2 separate regions of the Pan troglodytes genome follow, and region 2 is linked to region 1. Evidence: chromatin contacts called from public HiChIP or PLAC-seq data. All regions are on one chromosome and are shown on one strand. The core of a region is the stretch at or near the end of the contact, and the rest is flanking DNA. Distances in the headings are between cores, read along the strand shown.

Region 1 (5,901 bases), core at 1,697-4,196:
CGCACCCAGACATCTCCCCTGATAATCCCTGGCCTTGGTGGGTGGTGGTGGGCAGGCTGAGCAAGCCAGGAAGACACAAGGCATCTGATTGCTGTGATTCCAGATGTGGCCTAACTGCCACTATTTCAGAACAACAAGAAAAATCCCTCCTCACATCCTTGCATTGGTAAGAATACCTGCCTATTAATTAAGCACTTACGGCTGCTGGGGTTCTTGCTAGCTAACCCCTTGATTACATTCTTTTTGGTCCTTCCACTGACTTTGTGAAACTAATTACCTTGATTTTTAGAAAGGTTCAAAGAGGTTAAATAGCTTTGCCCAAGGCCTCACAACCAGCAAGAGGGTTTTGAGCCCATATCTATCTGACTCCAGGGCAGGAACTTGTAACTGCTCAATGTGGCTGTTTCTGCAGGACTCAACTTGGAGATAAACCACAAATGCACCAGCTTGGGCTCCTCAGTCCTCCAGGAATGGGCCTCCCAGAAACAGACCAACTGTGCATCTGAAATGAACGAGGCAAGACTGTCCCAGTAGACAGTTTAAAGGTCACTGTGGCCACCCTACTGTCATACCCAGAACCATGTCCCCCTGATCTCAACAGCTCTGGAAAGCAGGAAGTAGGAGCTTCACTCTTTACTCCTCACCAGGAAAACCAAAGTAGCACGGGGACACTGGCTTTGCTTCTTGGAGAAGCAGGGATGAGCTCTCTCACCCAACACAGATTTGGGACAGGGGCCTGAATGACAGGTGTCAGAGCCCACAGGGCTGAGCCTGGCCCCGTGGGGGGCTGTGCAGCGCAGTGGTTAAGAACTTGTGTTCTGGAGACAGTATCTGTCTTAGCCTTTCCCGTTGGCCTCCCGTTGGGGTCAGCCCCTCCAGGATCCATTCATTAGCTACCCCAGGGGAGGTGATGCTGACTGAGAAATTTCTTGCCAAGCCAACCACTGATCACTGGTTCCATGAAGGGCAGCAGGAGCCCTAACTCATTTAACCCTCAGAACAATTATATTATTATTATTATTACTATTATTAGAGACAGAGTCTCGCTCTGTCGCCCAGGCTGGGGTGCAGTGGTGCGATCTTGGCTCACTGCAACCTTTCCGCCTCCCGGGTTCAAGCGATTCTCCTGCCTCAGCCTCCCAAGTAGCTGGGATTACAAGCATGCACCACCACACCTGGCTAATTTTGTATTTTTTTTTTTTTTTTTTAGTAGAGACTGGGTTTCACCATGTTGGCCAGGATGATCTCAATCTCTTAACCTCGTGATCTGCCCACCTCGGCCTCCCAAAGTGCTAGGATTACAGGCATGAGCCACCGCACCCAGCCAACAATTCTAAAAGGCGTATGCCCACATGCCCATTTTGCAGAAGAGAAAAACTGAGGCAGAGACAGGTTATATAATTTGCTCAAGGTCACACAGCTTATTCTGGGATTCGCACCCAAGCAGCCTGATTCTTCAGTGCCTACTCTTAACCACTGAGTCATCCTGCCTCCCTAGGGGCTTTGGTGAATCTCTCAGCAAGGTGGATGGGTACCTCTAAAGCTAGCTTTTGATGACTTCTCTCCCCAGTCTGTTCCTGCAAGTAACTCTAAACACATTCACCCTAGGCAAAGAACAAGTGGTTTTGGAACCTGCATTCTCTATTGCCCCTTTGAGACTTGCTCTGGGCTTGGCCCTCTCTCCAAGGGACAACCCTCTCTCTATCTCCTCCTGGGTTCCCCTCTCCCCCAGCGACCTCCTTTTCATTCTCACTTACCTCCTTGCCTTTCACTCTCCTCTTGGAAGGTGGTTCAGCTAACACTCATTAGCACATGTTAAAGATCGCCAATTCATGTCTCAGTCACTCCGTGGCAGGAGAGGGGAGAAAGGAGGGATGATGCTGTCACTCTGTGGGTAAGGTGTCTTACCTTACCACAAGGCCAGGACAGACCCCTAAGGGCTCAGACCGCAGGAGAGAATGGGGAGAGGGCCCAGCTCCCTGCTGGGGAGTCCTGTCTGCTGCCCTCGGGATGTGCGCTCAGTAGCTGCGTCTATTTTCTCTGAGACCAGCTCAGAACATCCCCAAGACAGAGTTGGACGTTGTTCTCTGTCCACCGGAGCAGGCACATTCCCACGATGTCCCTAGGTGGGCGTGGTTAAGACCTGGTACGGGTTGATCTAGTTCTGCCACCCCCTGGCCAAATGTCTAAAAGACCCCCAGAGCATGGCCAGCGTGAGGCAGGTACCAGGGGTGGAGGGAGGCTCCGAGGGGACGGATATACCAGGACCCAAACAGACAGTGGAAGCCCCCCACCCCCACCCCACGCCACTTCCATCGGAATCCTCCCGGGGCACTGCTGATTCCAGCTGCTCCCCACTAAAGCCTTGAGAACTCTTGGCTGCTCTGCAAGACTGAGCCCCATGAAGGAGCCACGTGCTGCGTGGAAAGAGTGCTGAGTTCAAATTCTAGCCCTGCCACTAATTTGCTGGGCCAGTCACTTAATCATCTTAAGTCACAAGTACCTCATCAGAAAAGTGGTCCCAGCTCTTCCTGCTGTGGAAGGATCAGAAGAGAGGAGGCACAACAGAGACCTAGTGAACTCCGAAGCCCGAGTGCTAAATATTTGTCAAGTTTGTGTTAGTATTACTATTAGTGTTGTTACTGCTGTTATTATTATTGCTATTGCCAACAATAATAAGTGGTGGATGTACTCGAGACGGTCGGGAGGGAAGGCAAGGGCAGCCTCTCCCTCATTTTCACCGAAAATCCTCCGGGTGTCCCTGGCCCGGCGCCGAGGGGCCTCAGCGCAGAGGTAAGGGCCCTCTAGGAGTCCGGGCCGAGCCTCTCGCGCCGCCGCCCCCGCCGCGCCGCGCCCCGGTCGGATTCCCTGAGCGCGCGCGCCCCCTGCTGGCGGCCGGGCGCAGGCGCAGGCTCCAGAGCGTATATAAGGGCAGCGTGGCGCACAGCCCCAGCGCGAGTGCCAGAGCCCAGCCGGCGCGGAGCGGGAGCGGTGCAGGCTGAGGTCTCCGAGCGGCTCGCCATGGCTGGCCCGCAGCAGCAGCCCCCTTACCTGCACCTGGCCGAGCTGACGGCGTCCCAGTTCCTGGAAATATGGAAGCACTTTGACGCAGACGGTCAGTAAAGCTCCCAACTTCTGTGCCCATTGGCACCCAGGGGATCTGCGGTGAAGGGGACAGGGGGCGGCGCTGAATGCGGGCAGGTGTACGTTTGCCCTCAGGAGGTGGTCTGGTCGCAGAGCCTGCTGGGGTAGGGGTCCCGGGTTTGGGAGACATCCGGCTGCTCTGGGCACAACTGTCAGTAACTTTCTTCCCTAACATAGATGACCCAGAGCCCACCCGCATTTGCACCTTTATTCTGAGCAAGTGGGAGCTTTCTCAGAGAGGTGGCCTGGGCTGGGAAGGCCTCCAGGTTCCCCCTGCCATCTCCCCCACCTCCCCTGCCTTCAGCTGCTCCAGCCACAGGTCTCAGAAGACCACTCATTTCTTTCCTCCTCTTCCCCTTTTGTTGAATGCTAGGTTAGCCCCCTTACCCTGCTGGAGGCTGGGATAAATTAGGGGATCCTGAAGGGAAACGTGGCCTCCCCAGCTTGATTGGCTGGGAGCAGGAGTGGAAAATGGCACTGGGGGCCCTGAACACCCCCCTGCTTCCTTTGTCCATTTTCCAGCCGCCGTGGGCATGTAGGTTTCCCAATACAGCAGCAGTGGGTGTGGTGGCGGGCAGCGTTGGGGTGCCAGTCCCAGACCTGTTCCCTCATAGTGATAATCCTGGGTACTCTTGGTGACTTCATCCCTGGGTAGGGGGAGGCACCACCCTAAGTGCCTCAGTGACTAACCCTCTGCTCTGTGTGGTCTTGACACTGACTCACCCAAAAAGCAAGGGCCAGACCAAATGACCTTTGGAGGTAGCCCCCAGCACTGGGATTCCAAGTGCCTGTGGTGGTCTGACTCAGGCATAAAGGGTGGTCCCCCTTTAGAGGCTTTTGATATCACTAGAGACTCTGTTTCTGTTACTCCGAAAAAATAAGTGATCGGATTTCCCTCTCTATGCACAGACCTGGCTAAGACGAGCATCCAAAATATTCTGGCATCTCAGACATTTTGTGGTGTCTGTAGCTACCCTCCCCTCGGGTAGCTAATGGCTCCTGGAGGGGCTGACCCCAAAGGGAGGCCAACGGGAAAGGCTAAGACAGATGCTGTCTCCAGAAGACAAGTTCTTAACCACTGCACTGCACAGCCCCCCAGGGGGCCAGGCTCAGCCTTGTGGGCTCTGACACCTGTCATTCAGGCCCCTGTCCCAGATCTGTGTGGGATGACAGGGAGTTTATCCTGGGGTCTGATAGCAAGGGGGATGGAAAACAGAGGGGCATCAGGTGTGCCTCACTCCATTCTTCCCTCCTCCCTTCCTCGCCTTGGCAGGGTGTGGAGGTGGCTGAACAGAGATCCTCTGCCCAGAGTGCTATGGGGAGGCAGGGGTTAATGTCTGGGGATGCTAATGGGTGAAATTTTGTTTCCTTGGAGCCAACTGAGAAAGCTAGAGGGGTAGGGGACTAGGCATTTGAATACCTGAGTTAGGACTGTGCTCTGCCTATGAATTACTGACGGAAGTGGGTAGATGGTTAAATCTGTAAAATGGGGCTAAGGAGGGATTGTGTTTCCAATCCCCAGCTCCTGCCATAAAATTCCCTTGGTACAAAGTGCTCTCCTCAGAGAAGTGCAGGCTTTTAGTATTCCAGATGACATGCACATTCCCTAAGGAGGCTCCTGCCAGTTTATCTGCACCAGACTTGCATGATTCAAGGAAAGTTACCAAGCAGCCAAGGTTACACCACTGGCTTCCTGGTAGATGAGTCAGCTATAAACAGAGGACTCTATAGTTCTACTTTCCCCCATTCTCAGAGGGACAAGCAAGAGCACTGTCCATAACCACGCAGATCCTTACGTTGATCTGAGACATTGTACTTAAGCACAATTGCACTTTCTCAAGGTGTGAGGCTGCTGGGCAGACCATGACTCCCCTTATACAGATGAGGAAACAGACACAGGGGTTGACTTTTCCGAGGTCATGGAGCAAGTTACTGGTGGGGCTGGTTCCTGGCCAGCGTTTATTCTCCCACTCTGGTTCCTGAACACCTGCTTGGTTTGGAAGAGGGTTTTTTTCCATGATGATAGGTATAAGTCTCCCTCCCATTCCCCCAAAGAAAAGCCCCCAACCCACCCTTGGGGGTGATGGGCAGTTTCGTGTATCCCAAAATGGGGTCCTTGGCTTGGCTAGAGTGTAGTTAAGCTACCACCAAACCCATGATCTTCAAAGCCTCCTAAAGCCATTGTGCCTCTGGCTCCCTCCTGCTCCGGGGTGAAGGGGGAGCTTGATGCTTGCACCTTCTTCCTTGTCCATCAGACTTCCACTGCCATCTCTACATCACAGCCTCAGGGAAGTCCCAAGGAAAGGCCATGGACCCGACAGAGAAGGAGGGCAATGAGGATTAAAATACCAGAGATGAGAGAGAGGTGACTTAGGAAGATATGTATACAGCCAAATCGGAATTCCACAAAAGGATCCAGAATTAGGCTTTGGGTGACCTTCCTCCCCTCCTGAACACCCAAAGGCTGCAGGTGAGCCCAACACCACAGTGCCTGAGGCACTCCCAGCCCTGTTTAGGCCTCTCTCCTACCAATTCTGGTTTCCATTTTCAACATGGGGTTTCTTCCCAATTCTAAGAGTACCCCCTACCACTCACAATCTTAAAAACACCTGAGAGAACTCTCCCTTGCAGCTCTCCAGGTCCCTGGAGTGGGCTCGCTGGAGCCCAATTAACCACAGCCCCCAGAGAGTTGGAGCCACCTCCCCACCCCTTCTGGATGCTGGCTGGTAGTAAACAAAGACAAAGAGATCTTAGGAG
Region 2 (6,378 bases), core at 1,637-4,136, 680 kb before region 1:
CAGGGATGAGGGGACTCTGTCTCTGTCCCGGCAGTGGCTGTGGTTCAGATGTGGAGTGTGGGTGAGCAATCCAGCCTCCAATCCCAGGGAGTGGGCTTTCCAGGTGCCCCTGGGCAAGGGCCCCCTGTCTGAGCCTCAGTTTCTTCACCTGTAAAATCAGGAGAGGAGGAGCACCTGCCCCACTGGGTCAGTGTGGAAATTGAAGCAGGTGCTGCTCAGCCAGCACTCCTCGCAGCGCCCAGCATGCAGTAAGTGCTCAGTTAACACCAGCTAACAGTACGCAAGCCCTGCCCTCTGCAGGGGCCCCTAGCAGAGGCCTGGCCAGGCCTATGTGTCCAGGTGACACTCCCCACTCTTGAGGGGTGGGTGAAGAGTATGACCCCATTTTCTGGCTGAGCCAGCACTGGGTGGAGGCCCCATTCACCTTGCTGAAGGTGCTGTGCCCAGGCCTATGACCTTTGGCAAGTCTCTGCCCCTCTCTGGGTTTCAGTGGGCAGCCTGACACCAGTGGGCATCTGACCTTGGCCCCCGCTCAGCCCAAGGTCAGGGCCTCCCAGAGGCCCAGGGGAGGGCTTCTGTGGGGCCTGTGGACTCACTGTGGGGTGGCCTCACGGGGCAAGCTCAGTCTCCTCAACCTGGCTGCTGATGGCCGCCCTTCCTCTACGGAGGCCCTGCTGCTCAGGCCACCGAGGGGAAAATCCAGAAGCTGCCCCCCCAAATCCAGGTGGTCAGCTTCCAGGGCCTCATCCCCTTCTCTGCCCCTGGTCATGGCCCCTGAACACATGCCTGTGTCATAGGTAGGGGCGAATCTGTCCTTGGCATCATCCCAGGTGAAGCCTCTCCTGTTTTGCCTCCACATGTCAGCAAATCATGCCCGATGTCTGGCTTGAACCTCTTGCTATGATCTGGGCCCACTTCCTTCTGTCTCATCCCAAAGTTCCTTGCAAATTGGCTGGAGAGGGAGAGAGACTGTCCTGGTCCGCTTCCACGAGCAAAATCTGCTGCTCTCTGCAGTGGTTGCTATGAGGCTGCCAGTGGTGGTGGGTGGTGGGGTGCGGGAAGGCCCATCCGGAGCCAGCTCTGGGATCGGCCAGGGGAGGGTGGTCTGTGTTGCCCAGTCCCTTAACAGGATCCTGGGGCCAGGGCTGTGATGTCCACAGGACAGGCGGGGACTGCTGGGGGCCAGCGGAGGGGCCCAGATGTACAGTTGCAAGAGATGGGGGTCCCAGGGGGAGTGCACCATGAGGGGCAGGGGGTGGGGGGCATCTACAAGCCGCTAACTGGGTAGTCCCAGGCCAGGCTGGCTTCAGGCCTCTTCCGGGGGCAGAGATCTGGCAGCTGTCCCTGGGGCTGTTGTCCTGGCAGCACCGGGAGCCTCGAACTCCAACCTGCCAGCAACCCCCACCCCTCACGGGGCCTGTCCTAGCAGCACTGTACTGGGTGGTGTCACCCCCATCCCTGGCCTGGTGGGATTCTGTGTTGTGCACTTGGAGAATCTGCGCTGGGGTGTGGGGGTGGGGGCCCTTGGGAGATCCTGTGGGGTGCCTCGTTCTTTCCCCTTCTCCTCCCAGCCCCCAAATCCTGCCCCTTCATCCTAGGCTAAGGAAAGGGGGCACGGCAGGAGGGCAGGAATACTGGTTCCTGGCCCCCACCCTATCACTGGAGCTGGGCCCTCTCTGCCTAGTCAGCGTAGGGCAGCCCTGCCAAACCCTGGCCTCATTTGGGGAGAGGAACCCACTAATTTTCGCAGGAGGAAAAATGGGGGCTGAGGTCAGGGGAAGGGTCCAATAGTCTCCTTAACGACCTTGAGCCATTTCCAGGCCTCAGTTTCCCCACCTGGTGGGGTGAGGAATGAATGGGTGGTTGGATCCAGCCTGACCTTAAGCAATCCTGGGAGACAGGAAGGGCTCGGAGCTGAGAGCCCAGGGTGGTAATGGGGTAGGAAAAGCGCTCCCTTGGGGTTGCTCCACCGACCCCAGCCTTCATCCCGCCTCCTCCCAAGGTGATGATCAAGGCCTATCCTTGGGATGCAGGGACATTCAGCCTGGAGACCTTGGAGTCCTGGAGCTTCCTGGGGCTGTGGGGGTGGGGCGGGGCTGGGGGACGCAGTCTCACGGTCGGGTGCAGAGGCCTAGGTCGGCGGGGAAGGAGTTAACGGTTCTCCGCTTTATTATTTTTTCCTGCTTTGGCGGTGACAGCATTGTCTGGGCCGTGGGGGAACATGGTGGTGGAAGGGGGCGGAGGCCGGTAAGACCCCGGACTCGTTAAAGGGCCCTAGAGTCGGTCCTGGATCCAAACCCCATTCATGGTTTGGCGGTCTGGGGCGCAGGGAGCCTGCGTGTGCACAGGCTCGGGTCAGGACCCCAAGGGGCCACCGCGGGCACCGCACGGACACCCCGACACACGAGCACCCACACCCCCAGACGGGCACCCGGAGACACGGGCGCCCAGCAGACGCAGGCAGGACGCGCTCAGACAAGGACACACAGACACCGCGGCGCGCGGCCACACGAGGCTCGGCCACCCGCCGCCACGCGTCCCCGGGGGGTCCCGCACCCGTCGCCGCGCGCCCGGCCCCGCCGCGCCCCGGTTACCTTCATGTCGTTGACTATGGCCTGGAAGAGCCCGCCTAGGGCGCCGCACTCCTTCTCCGCCGTCTCCATGCTCTGGCTGGGCCGGGCCGCGGCGGCGGCTAGGCGCACGGAGCGCGGGGAGCCGCGCAAGGGAGGGGGCCAGGCCGCGCGGGCGCTCGCTCCGAGGCCAGGCCGGGCCTCCCGCCTCCAGGCTGCGCTCAGCGGCCGGCCGCGCCGCGCTCCGGGGTCGCGGGCCTCCGGCGGGCGGCGCGGGCCATGTCGCAGCGGGGCTGGCGGGCGGCGCGGGGGGCGCGGCGCGGGCAGCTCGCGGCGCAGCCTCGGCGCGGGGACTGACGGCGGCGGTAATCCGAGCCGCCGAGGATCGGGCGTCACGTGGGCGCGGCGGAGGGGGGACCGCGAGGAGGGAGGGAAGGAGGGCGGGCCGCGCGGGAGGGGGCTGTGGGAACGGCCGCGCGGGCGCAGGCCCATTCACGGCCAGAAACCAGGGCTTTGAAATCCGAGGCCGGGCGCTGCCAGACTGGTCCGGCGAGCGGGGCCGACGGGCGCGGGCGCCACCGAGGGTCGGGGGGCGGCGCTGGGGCGGGGCCCGCCCTGCCCACGCAGGAGCGGGACTGGCGGTTGGGCCTCGGCCCCCGGGCAGGGGCTCCACGATCTCTTCTGGCCTTTGGTCTGGGGCGGGGGGCTTCTCGCGCTTCTAAAGACAGGCAGTGGGTACAGTGGCGGGATGGGGTCGGTGCATCGGCTGGATGGGTGGGATACACCGCACACAGCAGGGCGCGGGGTATCGTGGAGCCGCCCGCCTTGGGACGTTTCATCGCAGGCACAGACCTTCCTCAAGTTCGGACCTTTCCAAGTTCCTTGGCTCCTTCTCCAAGTGGTGCCGATGCCACCCGGATGGGGTGCCCGAGGCTGGGCATTTGGGGGGCAGTGGTAGTCTCCTGGGCCTTGAACAATCTTCTTCTTCGCGGGTGGGGGCTAATGTCGGACCTGCAGAGCAGAGCTGGACTGTCCTTGGTCTCTGCTGCCTGAGTCCACCGTGGGTGCGATGCACACACGTGCATGGGGTAGCAATGTCAAGCACAGCCTGTCCTGGAGACTCCAGGCAGGGAAACCCACCCTGGGGGGCAGCACGATGGGGGAGCGCACTCTGGGGAAGAGCAGGCACAAGCTCCTTCTCCCCTACTCCATGGGCCGGAGGGAGCCAATTACAAGCTCATTAGGAGACCAAGCCCAGGGTTCCCAAAGCCTGGGGGCAGGTGGTACCACTCCCGGTGAGGAAGGGCTTTCAGCTGCAGCAGTGGTTGGGGCACCTGCCCCTCCCTGGACTGCTCTGGGCTTTTCCTCCCCTTGCCCCGTGATCTGCAAAGTGTTCTGCAGTGTGCATTGCCCTTTCATCCAGGAACTCCTGGGGCTCAGCTCCCATGTCCCCAGTGGGGAACTCCCATTGCCCCAGGGAGTCAGGATGAGAAAGGCAGATTGGGGAAGGCAGGGTTCAGGATTCCAGGGCAGGCAGTGCATGGTGCTCTCTAGGAGGGTGCAGGTTCCAGAGGTGGGGACCTAGGCTCTAGGCCCATAGCTCCACTCAGGTGAGTGCAGGGACCAGGCCCTGGGGCAGCCAGTACTCCTTGGGGCCATCATGAAACCCGATCTCCAGGACAGGGTGAGGCCCCCGGACAGCTGCACGTGTCAGCTGGGAAGGAGCAGGCCGGCTCGGGTTGAGGGTTTTCTGTTATTTCTTTATTGGGGTGGGGGTGGGGTGCATCATTCAGATCTTTGTGCTGGTGCCTACGTGCATACAAGTACACACACACACACATAGGCATGTGTTCACGTATGTATACATATACACACAAGGCCAGAGCTCTAGTGTGCTGGAGGAGGGGCAAGCTCTTTTTCCAAGAGGGTATTAGAAAGAGGTTGATTCCAGAGGATGAGTGGTCTCTGAGGCTATAGCCCCCCACTGGGTGGGCAGCCAGCTCTGTGTGAATGCCAGGGTGCAGCTGACAGCGCTGGAGGCCTGGGGACTGGACTCTCAGAGGAGCTTGGGCAGACACAGCAGCCTCCGGCCCCAACACTGCCCTGGGTTGGCAGGCCCAGCCCTGGTCCTGACAGGCAGGTCCTTGAGCTCCTCGGGAGGGCGTGACGACCCTGAGTGTTTCATAGGACCACTCGGTGGGCCCTCCTCCGTGCCAGGCCTGTCAGAGGACAACCCTCCGGTCCAGGTGGTCCCCACGCCCGCTCCGCTGGTGCCGCACTTCCAGGTGCTTGTTCTGGACCTTCTCAAAGTGCTGCAGCAGCTCTGCGTAGTCGATGCTAGGGGAGTCAGCTCTCTGGGACTTGGGGGCTGCCTTTAGACTGTCTCTGGGAAGAGGGAGCAGAAATGCTCAGTGTCAGGGATCAGCTCACAGGGGGGTTACTGCTGGAGGGCAGTGGGGTCAGAGGCAGAGCCACAGGCTGGTGGGCTCGGCCTCTGGGCGTCTGTCTCAGGCCTGGCAACTCTTCCCTCATGGCCGGCCCCAGAGCTGGGAAGCCCCTGAGCATCCCCCTCTTCCGCAGTTGGTGGGAACAGCTAACACTGCTGCTTGGCTATTGCCCTCGGCCTGTGGGCTGGCGATGGCGCCCAGAGCAGGCATCGCATTGGGAAGCATTTCCTGTTTACGAGTGGCTCCCTTTGGGGTGAAAGCCAGGGCTAGCAGCCAGCCAGGAAGCCAGCTGGGGCCTGGAACAGGGTCTGGGGAGAAGGGGGAGGTGGCAGCTTGGCCCTTTCTCTGAGAGGCAGGGCTAGGACTGGGGAAATGGGAATTGCTGAAGAGCCTCTGCCGGGCCCTCCACTTGGCAGGACATTTGTTTTTGAGTGTTGGGGCCCCAAGGCCTGCAGTCACTCACTGTCCCTGGGAGGAGGAATGCCGGTCTCACCACTGGACATGCCTACAGCTCCTACATTCCTGTTGCTGCCACCCTCTCCAGTTGCTCTGTACAGCAACACAGGTTGTGCACTGCACAGCTAGTGTGCATGATGCTCCCTATAATGGTGCAATGCGGTAGCCTTGCTGTCCCTGTCAAGCCCAGTGCTTAGCTTGCCCCTGGGGATGAGATCCCCTTGGGCTCCTGTCCTGTTCCTACTCACCCTCCAGCAGTGTCTCATGAAATGTTCTGCTCCCTCCCTTTGGCCTCACTGGTTTGGAGGAGCAGATCCATGTGGGCTAGGAAGTATCTGTTTCCAGGCCCTGAGGCCTGGTGGCCCTGGGAAGGGGTCTCAGGAAGACTGTGGGCTGCTCAGCTAAGCAGAGAGTCTTGGGGCCCTTCAAGTTTATGAAAAGATGCCAATCGGCAGGGCCGGGAAGGGGGGTGCAGGCAGTGGCAGAGCACAGGATCTAGACAGACCTGGACCCAACCATAACTCCACCGCTTCCTAGCGGTGTGACTTGAGCACGTGACTGTTTCCTCATCTGCAAAGCGAGGGCTACCTAAGGAGCGGCCCTGGGGTGGCTGCCAAGATGCCTTGACACGATGTGTAAGAGCTTCACCTGGTATCCAGCCCCAGCTTAGGTACCTGGCAGGTGCCACTGTGGCTACAGTTCTGCCCCTCCAACGTGAGGCCAGCCGGGGCCCAGCAGCTTGAGGGTGGAAATAAAGGAGGCCATTTTGGGGGAGACAAAATGGAGCTCCCCCAAAACGAACTCTTGGCCATGAGTTCAGTCCAGCAGGAAGAGTCAACGGCCAGAGCCTGACAGTTGCTTCAGGTGGCCCACCAGCCTGCTGGGCAGGACCGGGGCAGGGGGAC

Evidence for each region. HiChIP or PLAC-seq counts read pairs in DNA pulled down with a chosen protein or histone mark.
Region 2: a contact with region 1 is called in an H3K4me3 HiChIP or PLAC-seq map of stem cell-derived excitatory neurons, with 8 times the contacts expected there. The contact joins the promoter of MTSS2 here to the promoter of CALB2 in region 1. A contact is called at or near these places in 1 of 7 Hi-C or Micro-C datasets (stem cell-derived neural progenitor cells) and 1 of 1 datasets of contacts at active chromatin or transcription factors (stem cell-derived excitatory neurons).

What each region holds. Positions count from the first base shown.
Region 1 is chr18:71,318,361-71,324,261 of NHGRI_mPanTro3-v2.0_pri, reverse strand. It overlaps CALB2 (calbindin 2), which reads left to right and starts at 2,946. Exons shown (of 11, transcript XM_016930126.3): 1 at 2,946-3,115. The coding sequence starts at 3,022.
Region 2 is chr18:71,995,677-72,002,054 of NHGRI_mPanTro3-v2.0_pri, reverse strand. It overlaps MTSS2 (MTSS I-BAR domain containing 2), which reads right to left and starts at 2,886. Exons shown (of 13, transcript XM_054669544.2): 1 at 2,595-2,886. The coding sequence starts at 2,663. VAC14 (VAC14 component of PIKFYVE complex) reads right to left here. Exons shown (of 19, transcript XR_010152443.1): 19 at 4,310-6,378.